2 separate regions of the Sus scrofa genome follow, and region 2 is linked to region 1. A link is a contact called in public promoter capture Hi-C data. All regions are on one chromosome and are shown on one strand. The core of a region is the stretch at or near the end of the contact, and the rest is flanking DNA. Distances in the headings are between cores, read along the strand shown.

Region 1 (7,888 bases), core at 1,518-4,017:
CGCTCCACCTTGGCCTGGCACACGACCTCTCTGGGTTGTTTAAGGCAGTCTTTGTTCATTAGAGACTGTGTCTTAAGACATTGAGGGACATGCCTCTGCTTTATCCCAGGGTTGCAGAGGCGGGAGTTATTTGCTGGTAACGTAGGAGGAGAAAAAGCCCCCTACTCTTCAGACATGGATTGGTAGCAAAGATAGCTCACGGCCCTTCTGGGGCCTTGGGGGCTGACTTGTAGTTATGGCCCACCTCACCATCTGTATTACTCTCCTAGGCTGCTATAAAAAATTGCCACAAACTGGGTGGTTTAAAACAACAGAATTTTATTCTCTCATAGTTCTGGAGGCTAAACGTCTGAAATCAAGGTGTTGGCAGGGCCCTGCTCCTTCTGAACGCCCCTTGTGAGAACTCTTCCAGTTTCTGGGGGCTCCAAGCATTCCTTGGCTTGTGGCTGCATAACTTCAATGTCTGCTTCCAACTTCTCTTGTCTCTGTGTTGCTCTACTAGATGTCTCTTATAGGAACACTTATCATTGGATTTAGGGCCCGCCACAATAATCCAGGGTGATTTTAAGATTCATAATTTAACTACATCTACAAAGACCTTTTTCCAAATAAGGCCACATTCACAGGTTCTAGAGGTTAGAACATGGACCAATCTTTAGGGGAGTCACCATTCAGCCTACCATACTATCAGCCGTTTTGGAACTGAAGTGCATGCACAGGATGAGACATAATGAGCTTGTGTTAGAGCCCCTCATGCCTTCTGCCCACATCCCTCTTTTTTTTGTTGTTTGCAGCACCAGTGGCAATGCTGGATCCTTAACCCACTGAGCAAGGCCAGGGATCCAACCTGCATCCTCATGGATACTAGTCAGGTTCATAACTTGCTGAGCCACAACAGGAACTCCACAAACATCTCAAATTTAACAGGCCTCAAGCCAAATTCATCTGTCCCCAAAACCTCTTCTACCCACCCTCCAACCAGTGGCCTAAGCCAGAAATCGGTGCCATCTTTTCTTTCATCTTTTCCTTCACCTCGACATTTAGTCATTAAGCCCTATAGCCCTGTGGATTCTACCTTCTAAGCTTTTCATACACATTTTTCAGCCTAGCTCACACTTCCATGACCTCTTATCTGGACTACGCCCGCCCGTTAGGGGCTCATGGTGCTATCAGCCATCATGGGATTATCTGTCCTCTTCCACCCTTGAGCTCTTAGTGTGGTCTGTCCCACATTCACCTGAGACAGTGTAACCAGTCCTTCACCTACATGGTATCACCAGCTTCCTTCTGACCCATCCAAGGTACAGTCTGACCCCCCCAACTCTCTTTTTCCTCCATCAAGCCCTTCAAATTGTTTTTCCCTAATCGAAGTCCAGCATTTCTCCTTCCTCAGAATTCTGAGAATGTCAGTGAACTAGAAGGGACCTCAGAACCATGATAATACCCTGGTTCTTGGCTTGGGGCCCAGATTCATAGGCGTCTACAGTGGTAGGAATGGGGTCGAAAGTTTCTATCTAATATTTTGGGTTTAATAGCAGTTTTTTTCTGATTACAAAGTAATGCGTGTATGCTCAAGCAGAAAACTAAGGAAAAGCATAAAAGTCTAAGGGAATTTAAAAATCACCCTATTTATCCTATTTACCCCTTTAACCTCAGTGATCTAGTGCCTGGCACAGATTAGGTGCTTGGTAAATATCTGCTGAATGAATTATCTTTGATCCCATCACCCAGAGATAAAAACCACAATTAGTTTTTGATTGTTTATCCTTCCAGTCGTATATTTCTTTTACCTAAATAAGATCATATTGTGCAAACATCTTTGTGGCCTGCTTTTTTTTCTCTAGGTAATATACTACGTTTTCTCCATTTTGATAGCTTTTTTTACATCATCTTTAATACTTTCATATTATTCCTTCAAATGGCTGTACTATAATTTTCCTAGCCAATTCTCTACCAGTGGGCATTAAGGTGATTTCCAGTTTTCTGTTACAAACAACATTTTGCCTCCCATCCTAATATATATGTTTTTGTCCATAGATCTAATTTTTTAGGATGCATTCCTAGAAGTGGAATTTCTGGGTCATGAGAGTAGGCACATTTTAAGATATACATACTGACAAAAATGGCACTGTTCATTTACCTCCAGCACTACTGCCAGTTTTCGAAAAGACCTAAGAAAAATCTGGTACATTTTATCTCTGACTAGGTAACACAGATTAATCAACTCCAAGCTTTTGTCTTTGGCCAGAATTAGAGCAGTTCTCAACCACCAAGTTAGTTATTGACATTTGCCAACTAGAAGCTAAGTGGCTACCAGGTTTTGGATCAGTATGAAAGGAGAAAACATCAGTTCTTCTTCGGGGGCCAAAATATTAAAAACCTGGTGACCCGTGAGGGTTCCTAGTAGTGAAAGCACTGGGGACTGGATCCTAGAGTTTGGCATAGGCCCAGAACAGAACACATAGCCTAACTATCGTCCCCTCCTCAATTCTACGGGTGGAACACTGCGGCCCTGCCAGTGTCTAAACCTCTAAGTCTCCTGACTCAGAGTCCAGGCTATTGCCCCAACTTAGTACCACTCAGAAGACGACCACCCACTTGCTCCAGTCTGCCCTGCCCAGGCGCGCACCTACAGCGCCGCCCTGGTGGTGGGTCAAGCCCTAAGGAAGAGACCTGATGAGGTTCAACGCGCACAGCCTCCAGGCGCCAGGGGGCGCGCTCCCCCCTCCGGCCCCGCCCCCGAAGCCGTTGGGATTCGAATCTCCGGCGGGCTGCGGGAGGAAACGTCGATCCCTCAGTCCGGCATGGAGATCCCGGGTCCCAGCGCACGGTGCCCGGTGCAAGAGCAGCGTGCCCGCTGGGAGCGGAAACGCGCCTGCACTGCCCGGGAACTGCTGGAGACTGAGCGGCGCTACCAGGAACAGCTGGGGCTGGTGGCCACGGTGCGGGCCGGGCACCCTCCCGTAGGGGGCGGGGACCGGAGGGTGTGGCAGGGTCTCTGCGAGGTCGGTGACCAGGGGTATGGTGGGCCCTGGCCCATCCGCCTGCACATAAGGCTCTCGGGCGGACTTGTACACTTCCTAGCGGCACCTCGGCTTTAGCCTCCTCTGCGCACTACATACCGGTATTGTATTCTCTCCTCCCGCAGTACTTTGTGGGGATTCTGAGAGCCAAGGGCACCTTGCGACCACCAGAGCGCCAGGCCCTGTTTGGGCCCTGGGAGCTCATTTACCGCGCCAGCCAGTGAGTAGATGGGGCGTGGGGATAGAGAAGGAGGGGGAACCCTGGCCTCTGGTAGCTGCACGGAATTCAAGAGTCGGAGAAACCCAGGTCCACATTCAACGTCTGCCAGTTTTCTCCCCTGTGGTTTTGGCCCAGTGCCTTAACCTGCCCCAGTTCTCCACCTATAAAACGGGATAATAGCACTACCTCTGGGGCAGGGTTAATGAGGATTAAGAGAGGTGGTGCTTCGGTAGTTCTTGGGCTGCTCTTTCATTGTCCTGACCCACGCAGAGAGCTGCTTCTCCACCTTGAAGGAGGGCGCTGGGGACAGGGGCTGGAGGACTTCTGTCCCCACCTGGAGCTCTACACCCAATTTGCTGCCAACGCTGAGAGGTCCTGGACCACCCTGCAGGTAACCTGAAGATCTCACATCCTTCCCCTCTTCCTCTGTACATTTCCTCTAAATCTGGAGACCCAAACTCCATTCATACTGTTCCTGCATTTATAGAGCCCTGTGGGTGCCCCACCACCCTGTGCTAAGTTCCCTGTAGGGAGACAGGGTTCTCTCTGAAGCACACAGCTTCCTGAGGGCTGGGGATGTGTACATGGAAGAATCCAGTATAAGGAATGGCTTCTCTCCTTGCTGCCAACCCTTTCCCCATCACGCCAGGAGCAACTAAAGAAGAACAGACGTTTCCGGAGGTTTGTGCGACTTCAGGAAGGTCGTCCTGAGTTTGGGGGTCTTCAGCTCCAGGACCTGCTCCCTCTGCCTCTGCAAAGGCTCCAGCAGTGAGTCCACTCAACCTTACTCAACCAACTCCTCTTTTCTGTGTCTGCATGACTGCTGCTCTCAGTTTTGTGGGATTCCATGGGATCATCCCACTGTGTCTCTCCTGGACAAACAGCTCCTAAAAACCTTTTGCAAGAGTAAATGTGAACTCACTGGAGTATCTGGGCTCTGCAGCCTCAGGCCCATAGCTGGGACTGTGGAACTTACATTGAGGTAAAGGCCTTATACTAAGGCTAGCAACAGGGCTTCCGGAGATGAAGGGCTTACCTGGCTTGGAATTTCTGTCCTGAGTACAAGTTAAGAACTTATAGTCAGGTTGTCTGCAGCATCCTCCTTGGGTTGATAAACTTTCACCTTGGGATCTGGCCTCCTGAATTATGATCAACCTGCCCTAGACTCTTCAGTGTGGGAAAAGATGAGGGCCGTGTGGTATAAACCCAAGTTCTGAGTCCCAGACGAGAGGGGGATAAAACAGCCACAAGCAGATCTTTCCTGGCCTTGCAACTGACATATGTGTAGGGCGTGATTTGTGTGTCAGCGCAACTTCCCCTCAGAGACTTCCAACTGTCTAATTCCAGGTATGAGAATCTTGCTGTTGCTTTGGCTGAAAACACAGGCCCCAACAGCCCTGACCAGGAACAGCTGGCAAGTATGTTCTTGGTCCTCTGCAGCGGTCCTTGGGGACTGCTTCTCCTGTACCCCTTTCTGGCTCTGCCCTCCAATGTCTGATATGTCCCTGGCATCCAAAGACATGTTTACCTACCCTTCAAGAAGTCAGACTCTGACCCTGGTCCCCTCTGGAACGGCCTTTCACCATCACTGGTCACCCCAAATCAAAGCTGTGCTGAGAGCTGGGCGTGGGATGTCATTCCAGGGGCAGCCCGGCTGATAAGTGAGACTGCCCAGAGAGTCCACACCATTGGTCAGAAACAGAAGAATGACCAGCACCTCCAGCGTGTCCAGGCTCTGCTTAGTGGACGGCAGGCAAAGGGGCTTACCTCAGGTCATCTGCAGGCTTCCCCCTCACTCCTCCAACTGCCCTTTTCTGATCTCTTTTCGTCTCCACCACCAGCACGTACCCTCTGTCTCCTCAGCCTCCCTTTCCTTCTGTTCTGTGGATCATGGTCCTGGAGCTGTACCAGGATAACAGCTCTCCTGTCCCCTAGGTCGCTGGTTCCTACGCCAGGGCTGGCTGTTGGTGGTGCCTCCCCAGGGGAAGCCTCGGCCCCGAATGTTCTTCCTTTTCTCTGACGCGCTCCTCATGGCCAAACCTCGACCTCCATTGCACCTGCTGCAGAGTGGCACCTTTGCCTGTCGGGCTCTCTACCCCATGGCGGAGTGTCAGCTCCAGAGGGTCTTTGGCCACTCAGGAGGCTCTTGTGGTGGACTGCTCAGCGTAAGTAGTAGGCAAAAGCCCTAGGTAAGGGAGGAGAGGCCTAAAATAATACCTTAAGTGTCTGTGCACCATTCATCTCCTTGGCTTGGAGTCCCCTGAGGAACTGAACCACCTACATTGAGAGGATACTAGGCCTTGGGGTTCTTGGCCTGCTTCTCACTTCAGCCCTGAATTACCTCCATGGAGACAGCAAGGCCTTCAGCTTATGGCTGGAACTTTCTGAGCCATGTGCTAAGAGGTGGTCTCTCCCTAGCTGACCTTTCCCCATGAGAAGCTACTGCTTATGTCCACAGACCAGGAGGAACTGCTGCTCTGGTACCACAGTCTGACTCTGGCCATCTCGTAAGTTACCTTCCCTCAAAAAGAGTGCTGTGGTGAGGCCCACGAACTGGAGTTCTGAGCGTGTCCCACATCTGGGACCCATCCCCACCCCCCTCCAACACCCTGGGTGATTTTGTTGGAATAGAGTGCTCATGCCAGTGCCTGAACTATTTTCTCCACAGGAGCCAGAAGAACTAGAGGAATCTTATGAATTCCAGAGTCCAGGATACCTCAGGGATAGGTCAGAGTTGGGAGTACAAAGCAATCTTCTTTAGTACTAACAAAACACAGACTCTTCATAGTTAGAGCAGAGTCAGTTTGTGTTTGCCTGGGACCCAGACATGCCACGTCATTTGACCAGCTCTTAAGAATGTGGCACAGTGGGATCAGTGGTGTCTTGGGAGCCCTGGAACGTGGGTTTGATCCCTGGCCTGGCACAGTCGGTTAAGGATCTGGTGTTGCCACAGCTGCGAATTAGGTCACAAGTGAGGCTCAGGTCTGATCCCTGGCCTGGGAGCTCCACATGCCACGCAACAGCCGAAAAAGAATCAGGACACCAAGTCTGAACCTACTGAACCTCTGCTGAAACGGCCCCTCCAACACAAAGGAGGGGATTTGGGACTGATAAGCTCTGTGCTCTATCTGGACAGCTACTTACCAAGGTTGCAGCTTTGCAAATGTGTCTACTTTTATGTTGCATGTAGTTTTTATAATTTATTTTCCCACCAGATTTTAGTAAAGTTTTTTTCCTTTTTGGAGAAGGCTTTCTGTCTCAGCTATGTGATATGAGAAAAGGGATTTTTGTGCCCTGATAGCTGGTGTGATGGTGGCCTCAGGAATACAAAAAGGACTGGAGCTCCCTCTATCTTCTGGGCTCCTGCACTGGAAGGCGGCTTCTTTTTGTCCTAATAAGGGAAGCTTTTCAAGAAGGCCCAGCTGCTCTTAGGCACCTAGTATGGATGTGTGTGTTTGTGTGACCAGCTGGAATGGAAAAAGCACACAGGAGCATCCAGTCACAAGAACAGACTCTGTTTTACTAAACCATCAGCTGTTGCCCCTCCCTCCCAGTGGGGGCTGTGACTGGGGCCCTCTGCTGCAGCTTTCCTGCATCTTCTCCTTAGGCCCTGCTCCATTTCCCTGGGAGTAGCTAGGTTCCTTGTCCCTGTGCTCCAGTTGAGGGGCTCGTCCCGGGCCTGACTGTCACCAGCCTCTTCTTCGTCCTCCTCTATACATAACTTCTTAGAAAAGGGTATGTGAGCCTCTGTGATGGGGAAGATCAGGCATGCTCCAGTTTCAGTGGCTTTGCCTCTACCTCCACCAGATCTCACCTCCCCGCCCTGTACCTGGTTCTGGAACCTCCACACCCTTGTTTGGCTTGTTCTCTTGTAGCAGCTGGTGGATGGTCTGTAGCTTCATGTGCAGAAGCTCCTGCTGGGCTCCAGCCAGGGTAGTCACACTGCAGATATGTCTGCTCAGAGGCTGCCCAATCTCTGTCCGCACCTCTCCCACCTACAAGTTCCCCTGGCCACAGGGTCGTTGCTCTCCTTACCGCTCAAAAAGGGGGTCCAGCTGGGCCATCAGACTATTCAGGTGTTGCTCTGTCTGGGCCAGCTGTTGTGTCAGCTGGACCAGCTGTTGCTCTGGTGCAGGGGAGAAAAGGAGAGCAATGGTTACTGACTTTCTGTCCCCTAATCCCCCACCAAGCACAGACTTCTGCAAAACCCACCTGACTGCAATGATTCCTTCTTGCCTGCCTCCTCTTGGAGAACAGCAGCCTCATCTTTCCCCTGCTATGGAAAAAGGAAAGGACAACACTGCAGCAACACAGTTCTCCATAACCTCAGTTTCCAGAGCCAATAGGAGGAGGAGAATTTCAGGCAGCAAAAGCAAGTGAGTTTTTAACCTCAGAGAATCACAATCACATCTAGTCTAGCTCCTTACCCAGGTCAGGAAGCAACATGTCAGTAACCCCAAAAAATGGTCATTCAGTCTACTGAAACACCTCCAGGAAGGAGCAGTTTTCTCCAGTTTGATAAAGCTCTGGTTATTAATTTACATACAGTGCCAAAAACTGTCCTTCATGTATCTGATTATGGTGCTGATCAGAGCCTTCCAAAATCATATCTTTTCAACACGATATCCCCCTACCCCCTTTCTCA
Region 2 (7,888 bases), core at 2,502-5,001, 850 kb before region 1:
GTCTTTTTTGCCTTTTATAGGGCTGCTCCCGTGGCATATGGAGGTTCCCAAGCTAGGGGTCTAATCGGAGCTGTAGCTGCCAGCCTGCACCACAGCCACAGCAACTCGGGATCCAAGCAGCATCTGCGACCTACACCACAGCTGACGGCAATGCTGGATCTTCAACCCACTGAGTGAGGCCAGGGATTGAACCCGCAACCTCATGGTTCCTAGTCAGATTCGTTAACCACTGAGCCACGACGGGAACTCCCAATGTGATAATATTTGCAGATGGGGACTTTGGAAGATTGTAGGTTTTTATGCTCCTGAGGGTGGGGTCTTCAGAATTAGATTAGTGCCCTTATCAGAAGGGATACCAGAGAGTTCACTCTCTTTCTCTCCCCACCCTGTAAGGACACAAGGACAAATCAGCTATCTATAAGCTGGGAAGAGATAGCTGACCTTGTTGGACTTCTAGCCTCCAGATCTGTGAGAAAATAAATTTCTGTTAAGCCACCAGCCTGTGGTATTTTGTTATGGCAGCCCAAACTCAGCCCATAGTTACTGCTACCAAATTGTGTAGTTGAAAATGGTTAAAATGATAAAATTATGTATATTTTACCACAATAAAAAAAAGGGAAGAAAAAGCTAAATGGGCAATTCTGCTATCTTGCCTCTCCTTTGCAAACTCTGTGAGCCAACCTCAGAAAGAGGTGACTCTCTAGACAACACCCTTAGTCCTTCTGCCTTACGTGGATGAGGAAATTGAGGGTTATAGAAATGAAATGATTTAACCAGGATTGTAGTTCTGTTCCTCAGGCTGAATTCTCTATCTTTAGGAATGGTGCCACTATCACCCAGTCGCCCAAGCCAAAAATCTTTGTTGTCTTTGATTCTCTTTCACTTTCCTCAACAACTATGTCTTGGTGATTCTTGGTGATTTAGTATCTCCCTGTTCCTACCATCGCTGCCTCAGTTTGGGTCACTTTCATCCCTTGTCTAATATGATAGTTTTTGAGCTGATTTTGTGTGTGTGTGTGTCTTTTTAGGGCCGCACCCGCGGCATACAGAACTTCCCAGGCTAGGGGTCTAATCGGAGCTGTAGCTGACAGCCTACGCCAGAGCCACAGCAACATGGGATCCGAGCCGTGTCTGGGATCTACACCACAGCTCACGGCAACACCGGATCCTTAACCCACTGAGCAAGGCCAGGGATTGAACCCACAACCTCATGGTTCCCAGTCAGTTTCATTAACCATTGGGCCACGACAGGAACTCCTGAGCTGATTTTTATCACCATTCTTCTTATTCCTTTCCAATTTATTTTCTACACAATAGCCAGCCAATCTTGCCAAAATCTAATCTGATTATGTCACTCTCACTAAACCCTTCTATAGCTCTCTAGATATTTCGGTTAAGTTCAAATGCCTCAGTGTGGTACTTAAGTCTCTTCATGGTCTCTGGTCTCCTCTTAACTCTCCAGTCTGATCTCTTCTCTCAACTCACCACCCAGGTTGTGCTCCAGTCCTATTTAAACTTTGGTTTCCCAAATACATCATGATCATCTCTCTTCCATCATTTTTGCAGGATGGAAATTTTCAGAGACAAAGGTCACAGAACGCCTGATGTCATCCATTCTTTCTTTTGCATCCCTTAACTGGTAAGGTGAGTTGGCCTGGTTCTCTCCTTTGTTTCTTCCCAGGCTGCAAGGCAGCCTCAGTGGGCTCCTTTGGTTAATGGATTAAACTGCTTGCCTGCTCCTTTTCTTCTCTGGATGGTAGGCAAAACATTTGACCAGACTGAAGCTGTAAGAGTTAAAATGGGAGTTTGGGCTTTGGAGTAGAAACAGGCCTGATTTCATGCAAGGCTGTAAGACCTATCCAAAGAGAGAAGAATGCTGTAGTTTATGGGTGTTCTACAGTAGGCATGGGGACAAAAGCCCCAGCTAGTAATATGATATTACCCGCCTCCTCGGTGACCAGAAAGTCAGGGATGCGAGTCAGGAAATACTGGGTCCCTTGGTCAACTAGGAATCTTTTAATTTTTATTTTCTTTATATTTTTACAGCCATAACTGTGGGTATAGAAGGGCTACGAGTCATATTGGAGCTACAGCTGAGGCAGACACCACAGCCACAGAAATACCATATCCAAGCTGCATCTGTGGGCTATGCTGCAGCTTGAGGAAACGTGGGATCCTTAACCTACTGAACGAGGCCAGGACTCACAGAGACGACGTTGGGTCCTTAACCTGCTGAGCTACAAGGGGAACTCTGACAATTATAATCTAAACGTCTTCCCAGTCCACTTTCCCACCATCTCCTCCACCTGGTAAACTCCTGCTCATTCTTAAGTTCTTAACTTCTAAAAATGTATCTCACTAGCCTCCAAGGAGATTGCAAAGATTTTCAGGTACTGGACTTTATCCTTAAATCCCTAGTGGCTAGCATTGGTCATGACACGTCAATGAAAATAAAAAAATCACACACCTGGTTAAGTGTCAAGATGGAATTTGAAATGTCTGTTGCCAAAGATTCATCCACACTTCTTTCATGGGGCCTCCTCTACTTGTAGCTGGCTCTCTCTGTGCTCAGTCCCCAGTTGGTGGCCGCATGTGGGGAAAGGCTGAGGATAATACTTTATGGAAATGATCTATTCAGCAGTTTAGCTGCACTCTCACCCACATGGCTGTACTTAGAGGCACTCCCAGCACATGATTGAGTTTATTTTGCTCCTCTATGGCTTTGATATAAGAGTCAGAGAAACATAAAAGGAAAACGGGTTCAGTAACTAACAGCACAACCAAGGAGAGGAGGGTGCAAGGGGGTCATGAATCTGCAGAATTCTTCTCTCAGAGAAAGACTGTCAGCACAACTCAAAAGCCTTTCCGCACCTCACAGCCTCTCCCTCTTTTGAGACTGAGCCCAGCTGGGTTGGATGGTTTCCTGTAAGTCTTTTAGCAACAAGGGCGTTTAAAGCAAGAAAGAGGAAGAGAAAGTCGGAGAAAGGGGCGAGGGGCCAGGGCTGAGCCTGGCTGGCTTCTGTTCATAATTCAAAATGGATCACTAGACTCAGAGAAGGCAGAGCATCTCCATCTCTCGTTTCTGCTTCTGCTTTTCTCTCTGGGTCCGTGGGGCTAGATTTATCACTAAGACATAACCCAAGAAGGGAAGGGAGACTTTCTATCCTAAATGTCTGAAAAGGAAAAACTTTGAGGAAACAGCCAAGGGAGGGAGAGGAGAGGAAGCTGTGGCTCTAGCATGGGGAGAGGTGGAGGAAGGAGGCGGCACAACCCGTGGAATGGGAGCCGGTGGGCCGGCGCGCTGGCGGGCAGCAGCCACCCGAGCCAAGCCGCCGGCAAATTCGCGGGCGCCAATCTTGGCGCCGGAGGCAGTGCAGCCTCAGGCGCAGCTGGGCCTGGGTCGCACAAGGCCTGGCCCGGGAGGCCCGCGGCCGCGCCCCGGGGGCGGACCGGGGGCGGAGCAGCCCCAGGAGCTGGTCTCTCCCTGCGGGCGGCCCTCAGCCTCCCCGCCTCAACCAGCAGCAGCTACAGAAGATGCCCCACGGCGCCGCCCGCCCAGCTCGGGAGCCGCGGCCAACAGAGCAGCCGTCTGCCCATTGGCGGCAGCGGCGCTGCGTCCCCGCCCCCTCAGCGTCCCCGCCCCCTCCGCCGCCGCCGCCGCTTCCCGGCTCCGCCTCCTCCCCCTCTGGGAGCCGCCTCCGTCGCTGCCGCCGCCACCGCCGCTGCCGGCCAGGGCCCAGCCAGCGCCCGCCGCGCCGGAGTCGAGTCGTAGCCGGAGCCGCTGCCCGCGGCCCCGCCATGAGCGGAAGCGCCGCCGCCGCGGTCGCCGCCGCCGCCGCCTCAGGAGCTGCGGCTGCCGCGCACTTCCAGCCTCAGTCGTCGTCTCCCAGGCCGGGCCCCGCGGAGCTCGGGCCCCCGCGCCGCCCGCGACCCCCACCGCCGCCGCCCCGGCCCGAGCCCGCCGCCGCCGGCCGCCTCAGCCCTCTGGGCCACGGGCCTCTCCGGGCTGGCGCCCAGGGTGGCGGCGCCTGCGGCCGAGCGCCGGGAACAGGTACGGGGTGCAGGAGAGGGCCAGGCGGGGAGGGGCGTGGGTTGGTCCCGGGGTGGCCGGGGCGGGGGGGCAGAGGCGTGTGGTCCAGCCGCCCGGCCCCGCGGTGAGGGTGGAGCGTTGTCCGGGTCAGGTTTGTACTGCTCGGAAGCCCCCGGGAGCCCTGCGTCCCCGCAGCGCCGAGCAGCTCACAAAGCGTTTTCTCACCCAGTGGGGAACCCCCTCCCCTAGGGTGGGCAGGGCAGGACCTCTTTAGGGCTCCGCCGGGCGGAGGAGGAAACTGAGGGTTACTGGGGGAAGTGACTTGCCCAAGGTCACATAGCCGGCAAGAGTCGTAGCCTGGCTGGGACCCAGGACCACTCTGGGCCCGCGTGGGCCCCGAGCAGGGAGCGCTGAGAGGAGGAAGAGCCCCCGTCCCCGGAGAAGCGAAAGAGATTGATCGCGGAGGAGGGGGCGCTAGGCCCGGATTCCAGGCACGCCCACCCAGCCCTTTCTGGGCTGGTTTAGGAGGAAGGATCTGTTGTAGGCTGGGACCAAGGAGCGGGGGCTACCTTGGGGCTTGGTGGCGTCCTGGGGAGCCGTCTTGGGGAGCAGCAGGGGGAGAGACGCCTGTGAGGTTGTACTCCGGGACGAGAGCTTTCTTGAGTGAGTGGGTCAGAGCTTCGGAAACTTCTTATCTCAAGGACCATTTGGTCTCTTGTCAGGCCACCTTCCCCACCCCTGCACGGACTAAACTAATCCAGCTGGAATTAATAGGAGGCAGGCCTGCCCGCTTTTGTGAAGATACCCGTAAGATCCATAAGGTGTCTTTTTCACGAAATGGCCCGAGTTTCGTTCAGGCGCCAAACAAGTGTATGTTTGGCGCTTGTAAGGGCCTTTCTGCCCCAGAAAGCCCAAATGAGGTTTCCCCAGGTGGTCTGGACCTGTCCCACTTGGGGAACCCCCAGAGAAAGAACAGCTATCCCAGGCTTGAAGAGGGAAGGAAGTGAGAGATTGGGACACCCTCCAGCCTGGCATGGAACAGGGCCATGTACGGCATGGGATTCCCGTTTTCTTTCGAGTGGGTTTTTTTTTTTTTAATTTATTTTTATTTTTTTTAACTGTGGAAGCATCTAGGAAAGGGACTTGGGGTTCTAGAGGCAACAGAGAAAGAGCAGTGTTGTGGGCAGTGAAAGTCCTGTGGAGCTAGAAGACAGAAGCTGTAGAATGGGGGAACGGAGAGGTTATTTAGTCATTGTGGGGGAAGGGAGATGAAAGGGTTGCCGAAGGGAGGGGGACAGTGTCTAGTCTAGAGGAAAAAACTGGGCTGTTTCAAAGAGGGAGCCAAAGGTAATGAGCTTGAAAGGAGTCTGTAAGAAGTGGATGGTATCTTACAAGCTTGGTAATAGGTATTGGTCTGCAGTCACTTCATTTTCTTTGAGTAAAGACGGTTATAGGTACTCTTTTTAAATACATGTTTTAGCTTTAATACTCCCCACCCCCATTTTCTTTCTTGTTCTCAGGTTGTAGGCCTATAGTATTGTCTTTTGGAAGTAAGACTTGACAAAAAAGGGAAGGGAAAGACTAATTAGTAAATGCATTAATTAGGGCCCTTTGTCCAAGATGATTCCTTCTTGCTACCCTCCTAGCACCTCAGCTTTCCAGCTGTGGTGGCTCTTGGCAAGGTTCTTTGGGAAAAAGTGCCTGGATTCACACAAGATGGGTTAAATTTTTTTAAAAAAACTGAGAAAAACATATTTGACAGATACACATAAAAACATGAAAATTTACTTGTCAAAGACTTAAAATCAGGAAAATGGAAATTGAAACATCAGTGAGATGTTATTTCACACTCATCAGATTGGCAAAAATTAAGTGCTGTGATAACTAAGTGTTAGGTTGTGGGGAGATCACCCTTTATATACTGCTAGTGGGAATGTAAATGGATACAGCCACTTTGGAGGGTAGTATAGTAATTCCTAGTTGAAGGAGGGCAAACAAACCTATTTACCTGAAGTGTCCAGTTCTGGGCAAACACCCTGAAATCTTTGCATGCTTGTCCAAGAAAATAAGTGCAAAAGAAATATAAGAATGTACATTACCTCTTAAATGTCCACCAACAGGGGAAGACAGAGTAAGTCTTCCCCTATGATGGTCCCACACAATTGAATATTGCAGCACTGAAAAATAAACTATAGCCACATGTATTAAAATGGTTGCATCTTATAAACATAAGATTGGGGTTGGGAGCAAGCAATAAGGATTATTAGAGAGTGTTTCCACTTGCATAAAATCTGAAAACATGCAAAATAATATTGTCTGTGTACATACGTAGTAATGGTATAAAAACATGCAGAGTAACAACTGACACCAGATTCAGAGTAGTGATTATCTCTGGGAAGAGTAGATGAGGAATGGGATTGGTCAGGGTACAGAGAGGGCTTTAGTTATATCTAGTATTCTATTAAAAAAATCTAAATCAAATAATTGCAAATTAACATTTGCTTATTTTGGATGTAGGGTACAGAGATATTCATTATATTATTTTAAATATTTTTCGGATGTTTGAAATATTTCTCACATGCAAGAAATGTCTTGTTTACAGACCACAGTGTTTTTTTCCCATGATAATGAAACACTACCTACAGGCTCTAGCCCAGCACAGCCTATTAGGCATATAGGCTGGTGGTCCTTTTCTCCCTCCTTTCTGACCTGCGATGCCTAGTTTTGTGATGAATGACTTTTATTTTGGAACAGCTGATAGGCATGGAGAATTTCCCAGTCTTTCCAAACTTTCTAGTGGACCTAGGTCAACAGTTTGAGCTTTGTCAAAATATAAGTTCTTCAGGACATTCTGATCTGCCAGATAGAGGGAAGGCCCCAGAAATGTGGTTCTGAACAAGTTCCCCAGTAGATTCTGATGCCCAATAAAGTTTGAGAAGCCCTGCCTTAGGGCTGTGTTCCTTCTCAGCTTTGCCCAGCCTAGCCCCTGGGGTGCCTTCTGTTGTCCCTCCTGCATGACTGGGACTAATTTGGACCCATGTGATTCTTCTTTTGTAGGGCGTAAAAGAATGATAGGTTTAGAAGCCATTGAATATTAAGCCTTTCATAATCCAGGTTGTCTGTTCCTCTTCTTTTCACTTAGGGGCCCACCACCCACCAGGGTTATTTATCAGATTTCACAAACTTTAGCTACATGTGTCACTATATATGGTTCTATATTTGGGATAGGGCCAGAAAGTGTCTGAAGAAAAACTACAAAGTGAGGAGGTAAACCCCCAAAGGTAAATGAATGTGATCTTGCCTTTCTCTGCAGATGATAGTGATTTTTAGTGTTTTAGCTTAGAACATACAGTTATTTGAATCTGTAGTCAAAGATTAGGGGCTTTAGGAACAACTGATTATCCCTTTAGATGGAAGAGTTTCTTTTCTCCAAAATTTGCTAGTTTTCCTTTCCTGCTAGACTTTTTGCTCTAGTCCTAATATGTTTATGAATGAATTTATGTTAACGTGAAGATTTCTGGTAATATGTGTGAGATGCCTGCTTGTCTTCAGTGAGGTTCTTTCTGGAAACCTACTTTGGAGGTGCAGTGTGATCCCAAGTACACTTTTTTTTTTCTTGTCTTTTTTTTTTTGCCTTTTCTAGGGCCGCTCCCGCAGTATATGGAGGTTCCCAGCCTAGGGGGTCTAATCGGATCTGTAGCCACCAGCCTACGCCACAGCCACTCGGGATCCGAGCTGCGTCTGCAACCTACACCACAGCTCACGGCAATGCCGGATCCTTAACCCACTGAGCAAGGCCAGGGATTGAACCCAAGAAGTCATGGTTCCTAGTCGGATTCGTTAACCACTGAGCCACAA

The links. Promoter capture Hi-C pulls out the DNA fragments that hold promoters and counts their contacts.
Region 2: a promoter capture Hi-C map of liver shows a contact between it and region 1, with 3 times the contacts expected there. The contact joins the promoter of RNF38 here to the promoter of ARHGEF39 in region 1. A contact is called at or near these places in 1 of 5 promoter capture datasets (liver) and 1 of 2 datasets of contacts at active chromatin or transcription factors (alveolar macrophages).

What each region holds. Positions count from the first base shown.
Region 1 is chr1:236,382,521-236,390,408 of Sscrofa11.1, reverse strand. It overlaps ARHGEF39 (Rho guanine nucleotide exchange factor 39), which reads left to right and starts at 2,767. Exons shown (of 9, transcript NM_001195686.1): 1 at 2,767-2,942; 2 at 3,149-3,243; 3 at 3,514-3,634; 4 at 3,893-4,011; 5 at 4,591-4,661; 6 at 4,887-5,015; 7 at 5,179-5,408; 8 at 5,662-5,750; 9 at 5,912-5,962. The coding sequence starts at 2,805. The coding sequence ends at 5,927. It overlaps CCDC107 (coiled-coil domain-containing protein 107), which reads right to left. Exons shown (of 6, transcript XM_005660223.3): 3 at 7,456-7,516; 4 at 7,279-7,369; 5 at 7,073-7,185; 6 at 6,738-6,990. The coding sequence ends at 6,743. It overlaps LOC106509199 (a long non-coding RNA gene), which reads left to right and starts at 7,515. Exons shown (of 2, transcript XR_001306517.2): 1 at 7,515-7,619.
Region 2 is chr1:237,236,174-237,244,061 of Sscrofa11.1, reverse strand. RNF38 (E3 ubiquitin-protein ligase RNF38) reads left to right here and starts at 3,751. Exons shown (of 13, transcript XM_013993658.2): 1 at 3,751-4,051. The coding sequence starts at 3,799.